Regions from separate parts of the Gossypium hirsutum genome. Here region 1 is linked to region 2. Evidence: chromatin contacts called from public Hi-C data. All regions are on one chromosome and are shown on one strand. Each heading gives the region's core, a stretch centred on a gene start, on an enhancer-like site or on the middle of the called end of the contact. The rest is flanking DNA. Distances are from core to core; before and after follow the strand shown.

Evidence for each region. A called contact is a pair of places that touch in the nucleus more often than the background predicts.
Region 1: a Hi-C map of leaf shows a contact between it and region 2, with 1.7 times the contacts expected there. The contact joins the promoter of LOC107929377 here to the promoter of LOC107929374 in region 2. A contact is called at or near these places in 10 of 34 Hi-C or Micro-C datasets (anther, callus, leaf and 2 more).

What each region holds. Positions count from the first base shown.
Region 1 is chrD08:57,934,385-57,939,747 of Gossypium_hirsutum_v2.1, forward strand. LOC107929377 (ethylene-responsive transcription factor 5) reads left to right here and starts at 2,498. Exons shown (of 1, transcript XM_016860775.2): 1 at 2,498-3,951. The coding sequence starts at 2,829. The coding sequence ends at 3,806.
Region 2 is chrD08:57,674,311-57,679,494 of Gossypium_hirsutum_v2.1, forward strand. It overlaps LOC107929374 (RGG repeats nuclear RNA binding protein A), which reads right to left and starts at 2,743. Exons shown (of 7, transcript XM_016860773.2): 1 at 2,281-2,743; 2 at 1,571-1,868; 3 at 1,405-1,470; 4 at 1,130-1,259; 5 at 490-645; 6 at 363-416. The coding sequence starts at 2,464.

The DNA.
Region 1 (5,363 bases), core at 1,248-3,747, 260 kb after region 2:
CTGAGCCATGAGCCCCTTCCTTCTCCAATCTCCATATCCATACAAGACATGGAGATGATGAAGGGGGCTTCTTCCTAATTCCTAATAAAGAATATTAAGGATAAAAGCTTACAATAACCCAGGAAAACTATCACCAAATCTCTCATTTAAGTTGACACTGAGCACAAGCTCATCACAATGCAATGATATATATTTTTTCTTTTCTATCTTTGATTCTTGAACATATTATCATCAACCCTACTTTCTTCAAACAACATCAAAACCGTCCCATTTCTACCTAGATGATTCCAACAGTTCTCTGCAGTCTTGCAGTTCTTATAGCCTACTATCTGCTTCCATTACTTGACCAAAATCCACCTAGTGCTCATTTGTGTGCTCGTCTTATTCATAAATTTCATAGTACTAAATAGGCTAAATTCGCCGAAAATGCTTACACAAGTTGGGTTCAGTTAGCAAAATTAAGCTATTCATGATTTAGTTATACCATTAAGACTAAAGTGGCTCTCTGAATAGTAGTTACTGCAATCATGCTTGATGAAGAATTTAAAGTCTCGAGTATTCATGAACTCTTCACAACCAACTCAGACAAACTTTAACTCAAGTAGGCTATGAATAAATGGAAATTTGAATCCAACACAATAACTCAAGTAGGCTATGAGTAAATGGAAATTTGAATCCAACACAATAACTCAAGTAGGCTATGAGTAAATGGAAATTTGAATCCAACACAATTTGACATTAGCACGATTCAAAGGGGATCTGGAGGAAAGAGATCTAGATTAAGATCTAAGATGTTAAAACAGTGTATGACCTAGTAAAAATTAGGCTTTAAAATCAATGAGTTAACAGAGGAATAATAATGAAAGGAACTTCCCTAAACTAGGTCAAAGAAGGCAGAGAATACACGTTTGATTAGTTTAGATCTTGTCAAAACTTTAAGTAAATTTCCCAGTTAAACAAATAAAATAACTCAAAGCATATCAAATTAAAAGAAGATAATATACCATTGGGTCAGCTGCATGATTGCTAAATCCAATTCTCCATGAACAATTTCCCCATTGTTGTGGTTTTTTTAAGGCTTAATGAACTTGTGCAACTTGATCCTGTTGGATCCTCGTGTTCTTAACGTTTGAAGTTCAAACCTGAGTCCATGCAAAATTACCAACTTTTTTTAGCACCAAAGGGGATAACAAATGTATAATAATGAACAGTTACATCTAAAATTGATAACATAAAATTAAAAGGAGTATACTTTTATGATTGACAAAAACAAATCCTTGTAAAAAACAATGGAAAAAAAAGCATCTTTCATATATACTTGTCCAACTACGACTCGATAAATGCTTCTAGATTTTATGAATCAATGCATTTCCCAAGTCTTTAAGCAATGACTTTATCCATAACGATAATTACAACTCGATGATTTCGCTACAACTTAAGAATTGGCAATAATACGCTTAGATTCGGTTTAAGCTTTCATCAATCCACTTGGTTAGGTTAGGTTTGAAAATGAGCTCTCAGGCACTTTACATGCATTTATCATATAAAACAATCGGAGTGGTTGAGTTTGAGACCAAGTGGATACTCAAGACATGGAATCAGTAATACAACACCGCAGATTGACCACTTCTCACCTAAACATCTATTCATTGGCCATGCTACTCCATCAAAGCTTTAATTATATCATTCTTCAGAAGAGGTTTCACAACACAAGCATTGATGTATGGATATATATATATAGACTTAGCCAAAAGCCCAAAATAAAACTAATAAAAAAAACCAAATAAGGAAATAGAAAATTATTTCATTGCAGACCTAGTAATGATAAAAGAAAGATGAAAGAACAAAGCAAACCCATCTGTCTTTTGTGATTTAATTAATTGTTTATTATTACATCAGTGCTTATGATTGTCTCTATTCTCAATATGTTATTACTCCTAGGGTTGTCCGGCCATCGTATTTGATCCTTGTACACTGCTCCTGGATGAAATTTAATTAAGCTTAGAAAATAGTCCCCCACCCCCCACCCCACCATAGAACTAGGGTTTGAATTTGAACATATCCGCATTTAACATGAGAATAGGTAAATAAACTTAAGTTCACACACCATTTGTATTTACCCAAATGTAAATTGGATTTGTATAACCTGTAAAGCCTTCTTCTTTGCTTGCAAGTTAAATAGTAATAATCAAATAAAACATTCTAGAAAGATTAAAGTTCAATATTGTATTATTAGCTTCCATCTTAATCCATGTTTACCGCTACATCAGTTGACCAAACCATCCTCCAAGAAAATTTTGTCTTTTACTTAATAACGCTTTAACGTAATCATTAAAACAGTTGTTTTATGAAACTTTGTCAAATATTTTTATGCAAAGGAGAACCTTTTTTAGAACCAGCCAAGAAATGCAAGCAACAAGAAGGCAACAAAGGAGATACAAACATAAATTATTCTAATAATAATATGGAACTTAGCAAATTAGATTACCTCAAGCACTAGCCGTCTGATCCTCGATTTGACCCACTTTTTCAAGGAATCAGATGGTGAAATATTCAACCTGGTACAAACCCCTTTTGCACAGTGAAAAAAAACAAAAGTTTGTAGCTTCCTTGAACCTTCATACATCGTCGAAGCCCCGTTGAAAAGTTTGACAAGTCTTCAAATTCAACCTTCCTCATGCGTTATAAATACCTTTCCACTCTCCCCTTCTACTCTCAGGCAAAAAACCTGAAAATCCTTTCTTAATTTAAACCCGCAACAACAATCATTTGTTTCTTTCCTTTTTCTGTTCTCTAAAATTTCTCAAACTTTTTTCAATTTGTTGGTTATGGAAACAAGCAGTGAAATATCAACCGCGCTTCAATATATCCAACACTATTTACTTGATGAACTTTCTCCTGTGGGATTGGGGAATTTTTCCAATGAAAATCGATGGATAAATGAGGTAAAAGCGGAAGTTTCTACCTCTCAACCTGAATCTCTTTACTCACAAACTTCGAGCTCTGGTTCCTCTCTCACAGAGGCTAACTTTAATTGCCTTGAAAATGATGATCTCTTCAAATTTTCTCCCAATTTCCGTGGATTCCAGCCAAACGGAAGTGATGTTTTCGAATACGAGTCGAAACCTCAAATTATAGATCTCATAACACCTAAGTCCTTCCCATCCAATGCCAGTTCCTTAGAATTTGAAACCAAACCTAAAATCACTGAACTTTCAACGGCAAAGCCTCAAGTTTCCTCGGGTTGTAACTCTAAGATTCGAAAGCCGTCGCTAAAAATCTCGTTACCCCATAAGGTGGAGTGGATTCAATTTGACAAACCGGATTTAACTCGGCCCAAACCGAATAAATCAAATTCTGAAGACAATAGGCACTATAGAGGAGTCCGACAAAGGCCGTGGGGGAAATTCGCGGCGGAGATCCGAGATCCGACGCGAAGAGGTTCTAGGATATGGTTAGGGACCTTTGACACAGCCATCGAAGCCGCTAAGGCTTACGACCGAGCCGCTTTTAAGCTACGTGGCTCAAAAGCCATCCTTAATTTCCCTCTCGAAGCCGGGAAGCTGGAGTCAGGTGCCAGTGACGGAGAGAGGAAACGGAGCAGAGATAACAGCGAAGGAGAAGAAAAACGGGCAAAGGTGGTGAAGAGAGAAAGCGAAAACGTGACGAAAGCGAGAGACAACGGTGATGCGCCTTTGACGCCGTCAAATTGGACAGCGTTTTGGGATTTGGACAATGAAATTAAGGAGATTTTTAACGTGCCACTATTATCACCGTTAGGGTTTTCTCATGTTATGGTTGTATGATGATGCTAGTGTTTGAAATGGAGAGCAGTGACGTGGATATTTTATGAAAGACGTGGAATTCTTTTTGGGTTGTATATTTTGGTTGTATACTTGGATTTACTTTCTATTACGTCAATAAATTATTTTTATTATATTTGTTAAAAAATATTATTATTTTTAATAAAAAAATTCATTTTAGATGCATAAAAAAAATTACCTCCATTATCATAATATAAAATTATTTGTAAAAACCATCATTCTTATAATAGTTTACTTTGTTGTAGAACCAATTTTTTATATTTTATTTTTATTCTCTAATACAATAAGAGAAGTTCACTCTTATCTAAACTAATTCCTTATAATCTTTTGTCTCCAATTTTAGTAAAATTAGGAATATTCTTGAATGAATTAATCCAATAAATTGTAGTTAACATATGATTTTGTTATAAAATAATGATAATAATACAAAGAACACAAAAATAATAGATGAGAATAATAGCATACTCCTATATAGACTCCTCATTTTCTAATATATAAATAGGATAAGGGGTTATAAGAAGATGAAAGATTGATTTAGATTTCAATAAAATGTTTAAATTTTATATAAAAATCTTAACAATATTTTACTAAATGAAAATAATCTCTAATAAATAAAATTGCATTTGTAAATTTTATTAAATATGTTATCTAAATTAAACTTATAAATATATTATAGTTTTTAATTTGAAAATATAAAAAAGAATTTCGAATATTATTTAAATCTCAAATGTTTTCATAGGTTTCTTAGATGTTGTTATAGGTGCATAACAACCACCTATTTGTCACATCCAAAATTTTAACAGAGAAATGAAACAATTAACTACACCTTATTTGGTTCATTTAACTCGAATATAAGAATGTGATACTTAATTTATGAAAAATAATATTACCTAAAAGTATATTTTATTAAATTTATTTTTCACTATACATGTTGAAACTCAAAATATTCTATTTTAGTTATAAACGAATGCAATCATCTAATAAATCAACTGAAATTGAAGAGGAGAATTCAGCAGTTTAAGGCTTCTCTTTCAATGAAATTAATAGTATTATTTTATTAAAATACATGATTTGTTATGATTTAACATCAAATTGAATCAATCCTATAATGCAAACCCATCTCATGACTAATGTAAAATTGAATATTCCCTGGTTTAATATTTGTAGCAGATATATCAGAGTTAGGTTTTTCCAGAAAAATAAGTGGATGGAAGGATAGAAAGAAAGAGAGATATGGTTTTGACAACAATTAACAGGATGAAATGATAGGATTTGAGTACTGGTGAAGCATGCAGGTTGACAATTAACGTTGAATACTAGCTTCACTTTGCCAACCTCAAGCGGTAAAAGTCAGCTCTCGGATTTTCACTACTTTCATTCTATTTTTATAAAATTGAAAATGTTTCACTCACTAGCGATGCACAATGGATGGATTTCAGGCGTGATCTTTGGGAGGAAAAAAAATCCATTGTTCATCAACAATTAATAATGGAATCTGACAAACTCCTAATTAATTAAACTATAATTTACCCTATTATA
Region 2 (5,184 bases), core at 1,493-3,992:
TGGAACTCAAAATGTTCTGTTTATAGAAAGCAAGCGTTCTGTCCCGAGCTGCGACCCCTGAGAAAACCAACTCACTGAAGTTTTGTTTATAAGAGAAAAAAAAAGCTTGAAGACAACTGGGTGTGGCCCCCAAATCAGTTATAATTAACTAAAGAATGGTGAAAGGAAAATCAAAACAGGATTCAAACATGCAATAATGGTGAATGAACAGAACCCCATCCACCTAAGAACCGAAGAAGCATATTCAGAAAAGATAGAAACATATTCTACTTAATTACGCGATACAAACTCCAAAGGTGCATCAATACTTAGTTAAACAAAATGATGATAATCAATCTATAAATTGAGAAAAATATGCAAACCTTTTTGGCTTTTTCTTCTTTATCAGCATCCTTGCGCTTGTCCTTTTCAGATCCCTAACAAACAAAAAGCCCAGTCAATATCCCAGCACAGATTACAATATAACAAGAGAGAGTTCAGAAATTTTACCAGTTTGATAAAGATGTCATCATTGCTCTTCTTGTTCGAAAGTTGTTGCATGGACTCGAACTCTTTGACATCAACTTTCCTTCCTTCAGTCTTGAGGGCATCCAAAGCTTTCCTCTTCTCCTCGAGAATCTTCTCATATTCTTCCAATGTCATCTCCTAAAACAGACGGAGAATAAATACACATTCAAAATTAGAACGTTAACATGAAAGACTTATTAAACATGGCAAATCCAAACCAAGTTGATTATTGGATCACCCTAAAGCTGATTCCAGTAGAAAGTCTGGCCGGTTCATAATTATTGAATGTGAAATTTAACCAGTATTTCAAGTAACATAAATTCCTCCAACAAATATTACCTAGTTAAGTTCATTAGTTTAAATGGGCTCCACAAACACCTGTATTACAACTACAGTTCAACTACTGATCCTATGCACTTCAAAAATTATTGCTTTTAAATGTAATGATGATAGACACATGGCCCATAAAGAATACAGTTCCAGGTGCATATATCAGCATATACTATTTATCCATAATCACTAATTAACGAGTAAACATAGAGGGAAATCACCAAAATACTATTGTTACCCGACCACTACCTTCCGACAAAACCAAAACCATAACTGCGATTAAAAAAACTACCTTATTTTCAGGCTCCTTCTCCTCGGCTTCATTTGCAGCATTCTCCTTGTTGGCATCAGCAGCATCTTCATCTCCAAACTGCTTCTCAGTGCTCTTCTTCTCATTCTCAGTGACATTTTCTTCAGTCTCCCTTATTTTGGCCAAAATAGCAGATAATGATGATGAGCTCACATCACATAAACACATAAGTACATTTTTAAACATGTATAAGACATATCAAATAAGGAACATTTTTAATGCATGCTGCAAGAGATATTGAGAAAAAAGATACTAACGGTGCAATCTCATCAGTAGAACTACCCCAATTTCCACGTCCAGAACCATCACGCTTGAATTCATTCCTGTATAGACAAATGATGCCATCAATGGTTAAACAAAACAGAAACCAATAGAGAGATCATAGAAAACATATCACACAACCAAGAGTGGAAAAATACTAACCCACGTCCAGTCCCACTGTGGCGATCATACTGCCTGCGAGGGCGTTCCCCTTCTCCAGAATCTCCATTGTTAAAACCACCACGGCGACCCCCTCGGAAAGAACCTCGAGGCCCATCATAGCCGCCGCGCCTTTCATACTGCTTCCCATCTCCCTCTTCAGAGGGTCTGTACCCTCCTGAATACCCATTGGAGTTATCGCTGACTCTGGAATCACGGTTGAACCCACTGCCTCCACGGCCACGGCCTCTTCCACTACCACGGCCACCTCCGCGTCCAAGCTCATTCTTAGCCTCTCTCACTACATAAAAGGACAGGGAAAATGCGGGATAAATGAGTAAGCACGCAGCATGTCAATGATTAAAAGTATTTGTCAATAAGCCAACAAAATCTAAAGCTAAGGTCAGCAATAAAAGCAAGAATATTACAATGACCAGATCCCAATAAAATCATTCCAACAAAATAATAAGTAGGCGTAAGATTTGACAAAAGAGCAGATTAATGAGAGATACAAAATCCCCATATTTATTTTGTTTTACATATATCTCTAATCCAATAAACCTTACATCAATCCAAAAACCAATCACAACAAAGATAATTCACTAAGTTACCGAATCAACACAAGAAACAAATTGACTACTTTTATGGATGCTATTTTCAAATCAAAACAGACAATCGTTAAAAAGAAAAAGGCAAGAAGAAACGAAAGTCACCAGCTTGAGAAGGAGGTAGTGGCTTGGTGGGAAGCTTGGCAGACTTAGCAGGCTGAGCCGCAGCTGGAGTCGAAGCAGGAGCTTTCTTAGGCTTTTCAAGCTTTTGCTGCTCAACAGCAGCAATAAGCAAACTTGGGTCTTCAGTATCATCATCCAAGAGATCGAAAGGGTTCTTGGTTGCCATTGTTAACGTTTAAGAGATGACACTGAAAACTTCAGCTTTTTTTCTTCTTTTTTTCTTAACTTAAAAAGAAACAGCAATCAAGAGAACCCCTAAGATATGGTTGAAGCCATGGAAGCGAATTAATGAGGAAAAAAGAAAAGATCTAAGGTTGATGTTAGGAAGGTAAGAAATTGGGGAGACAAAGAGAACACACAAAAAGTAATGTGAGAGTGGCTCAGTAAACCCTAACCAATGCGGCAGAGAAATAAGAGTGACGCTAGACCTAATCTTAAAATACCCTATTTGTTTTGTTAATGTGCGGCCGAGCTCATTTTAAGACTTGTGTGCATTTTGTTTTGGTCTAATTGTGTACACCCGATCCCTATACTCTTTGCACTTTTAAAGTTTAATCTCAAAGAATTTAATAATTGAAGTCAAATTGGTATTTTTAAAATAAAAAACTTTTACTCAAATAATCAGTAAATTCTTCGATTTTGATTTTGAATTTTAAGGTTTTTCTATGTCAATTTTCTTCTTCTCTTTTCCTTTCATAAATTTTATCATATAACTAGTTTCTATATTCATGGACTTAATTTGTGTTATAGATTAATTTTATTGTAAAAAATTCCCGACAAAAGTTTTATCAAGACACCATGCCTATCAAGCCCCATTTTAAAACAAATTTACTAAATATTTTAGAATGTAAATTGGATTAACAACTGATTATAGGTCAGGTCGGGTTTGGGCGAGACCCTAATAGAATTTTAAGCTCGTTTAATAGGTTCGGATCAGGTCTGACCCAAAAAACAGGCCTAAATTGTTGTCTAAGCTTGGCTTGAATTATAGATATTAAATCCAAACTTGAACTATATTAAATTTTTTTATATAAAAAATTAAAAAAATGTAATACATAAAAAGCATTAAAATAAATGCTTCCTTACAAATTGAAAAAATACATTAAAATTTGTACTTAAATAACATTGAAATAGGTACAACTTAATGACTAGATGCCTCTAAAATAGTAACAAAATTAACAAAGTTGTACAATATCCAAACAATAACAACAAAATAGTAGTAATATAATAGTGAAATGATAGGAAAACAATAGGAAAACAGCAGCAAAACATCGAGCTCTTAGGGTGAAGGCAGAATATTTTGCATAAACTCAAACCAGTGCATCACCCAATCAAATTTGTGCATCTCAATCGTTGCAAAAACTATCAATGACATATTGACATGCCAAATATTGTGATTCGTAAAAAATTCGACCAAGATGCATTCTTGAATTCTCTAGAACCAGAGTATGACGTCCATTTAAGCTTTACATACCTAATATTTAATTTCAAATCCTTACGCCATTATTATATAATTGAAATTTTCAAAAACTAATCCCGACTTCTGACTGTTGGTCTAACAATAACCGATATCTTCAAGCTCGTTCGGGATACCCATATGACTAGCGTCATTGTTCCACCTATTCAAACAATATGTTATTCCAAAATATAATAATGAAAAAAATAATATGATAACTATATTATTAAATGAATCTTACCTTATTACGAGTGGGAATTGATAAGAGAAGTTTACTTGGGGACGTAAAAATGATAAGCAATACCATGCCCATGACTGAAGAAGGAGTACACAACCATCGATTTTAATTTTTGTGCTTCAATTTCCCGCCACATCTCTCAATATAATGTAATAGCCACCTTAAATGTACTAAATTTCGAGATTTATTTGATATTAAAAGACCTCCGATCAACCTTATTGCAGTTGGGAGAATATAATTGAATGAAAAAGATTAAAAATTATAAGGTATATATAGAAAAAAAAATGGACCATTGGAAAAATGTGATAATTGGTCTAATTAGTCGTTGGTCTCAATGGTTAGAAAATCAAGAAATGTGACCGTTGGTCTAAATAGCCGTTGGTCTCAACGGTTAGAAAATCAAGAAATGTGACCGTTGGTCTAAATAGCCGTTGGTCTCAATGGTTAGAAAATCAACGACGGTGATTTTTTAATCGTTAGCAATCTAACTGTAAAAAACTCGACTTTAGAACGAGACAAAGTTACGTGACAAATACACGTCTTATTATACGTTTCAAAATAAATGAACTAAATCCCTAATTTTTAAAAATTGAAATATAGCTTAATTTTCCCTAAAATGGAAAGGAGATTAAATTGAGAAGCAGAAGATAAGAGATTCTTAGCTTTGACGATAATGGTCCCTTTTAAAGGCTTGGGGAAATCGTATAACTGGGTTAAAATAATTTATATAGTTGAAGATTTATTAAATTAAGGAAATAATCGGGATTTTAGCATTAAATTAAATAAAAAAAATCTAATGAGATTAACATCTTATAATGTCTCTAAAAAAGTTGTGGTTTAATTGCATGCTCTGTGGCTAATTTCAATATTGCATTAAAAATATGTATTACCATTACTTATTATAGTTTTAGTATCTTAATTGAAAAACATATTTCCAGCTACAGAAAACTTATTTACGCCCATGATACCTCCATTTTAGGAAACGATGAAATATGATGAAATTAGTATGGAAATTAGTCCTGACATTCGTATAGGCTTGAAGGTTTGTTCGAAAAATAGAAGTATTTAGGTAAAGTATAGGCTTGAAAAATGAGTTTGGATAAAAAATAAAGTCTAGTTCTTAAACATATCAAATCTCAGGTAAGATTTTTTGGTTCGGGCCCAACCGACCCGGATTTGCCTAAACTTTTTT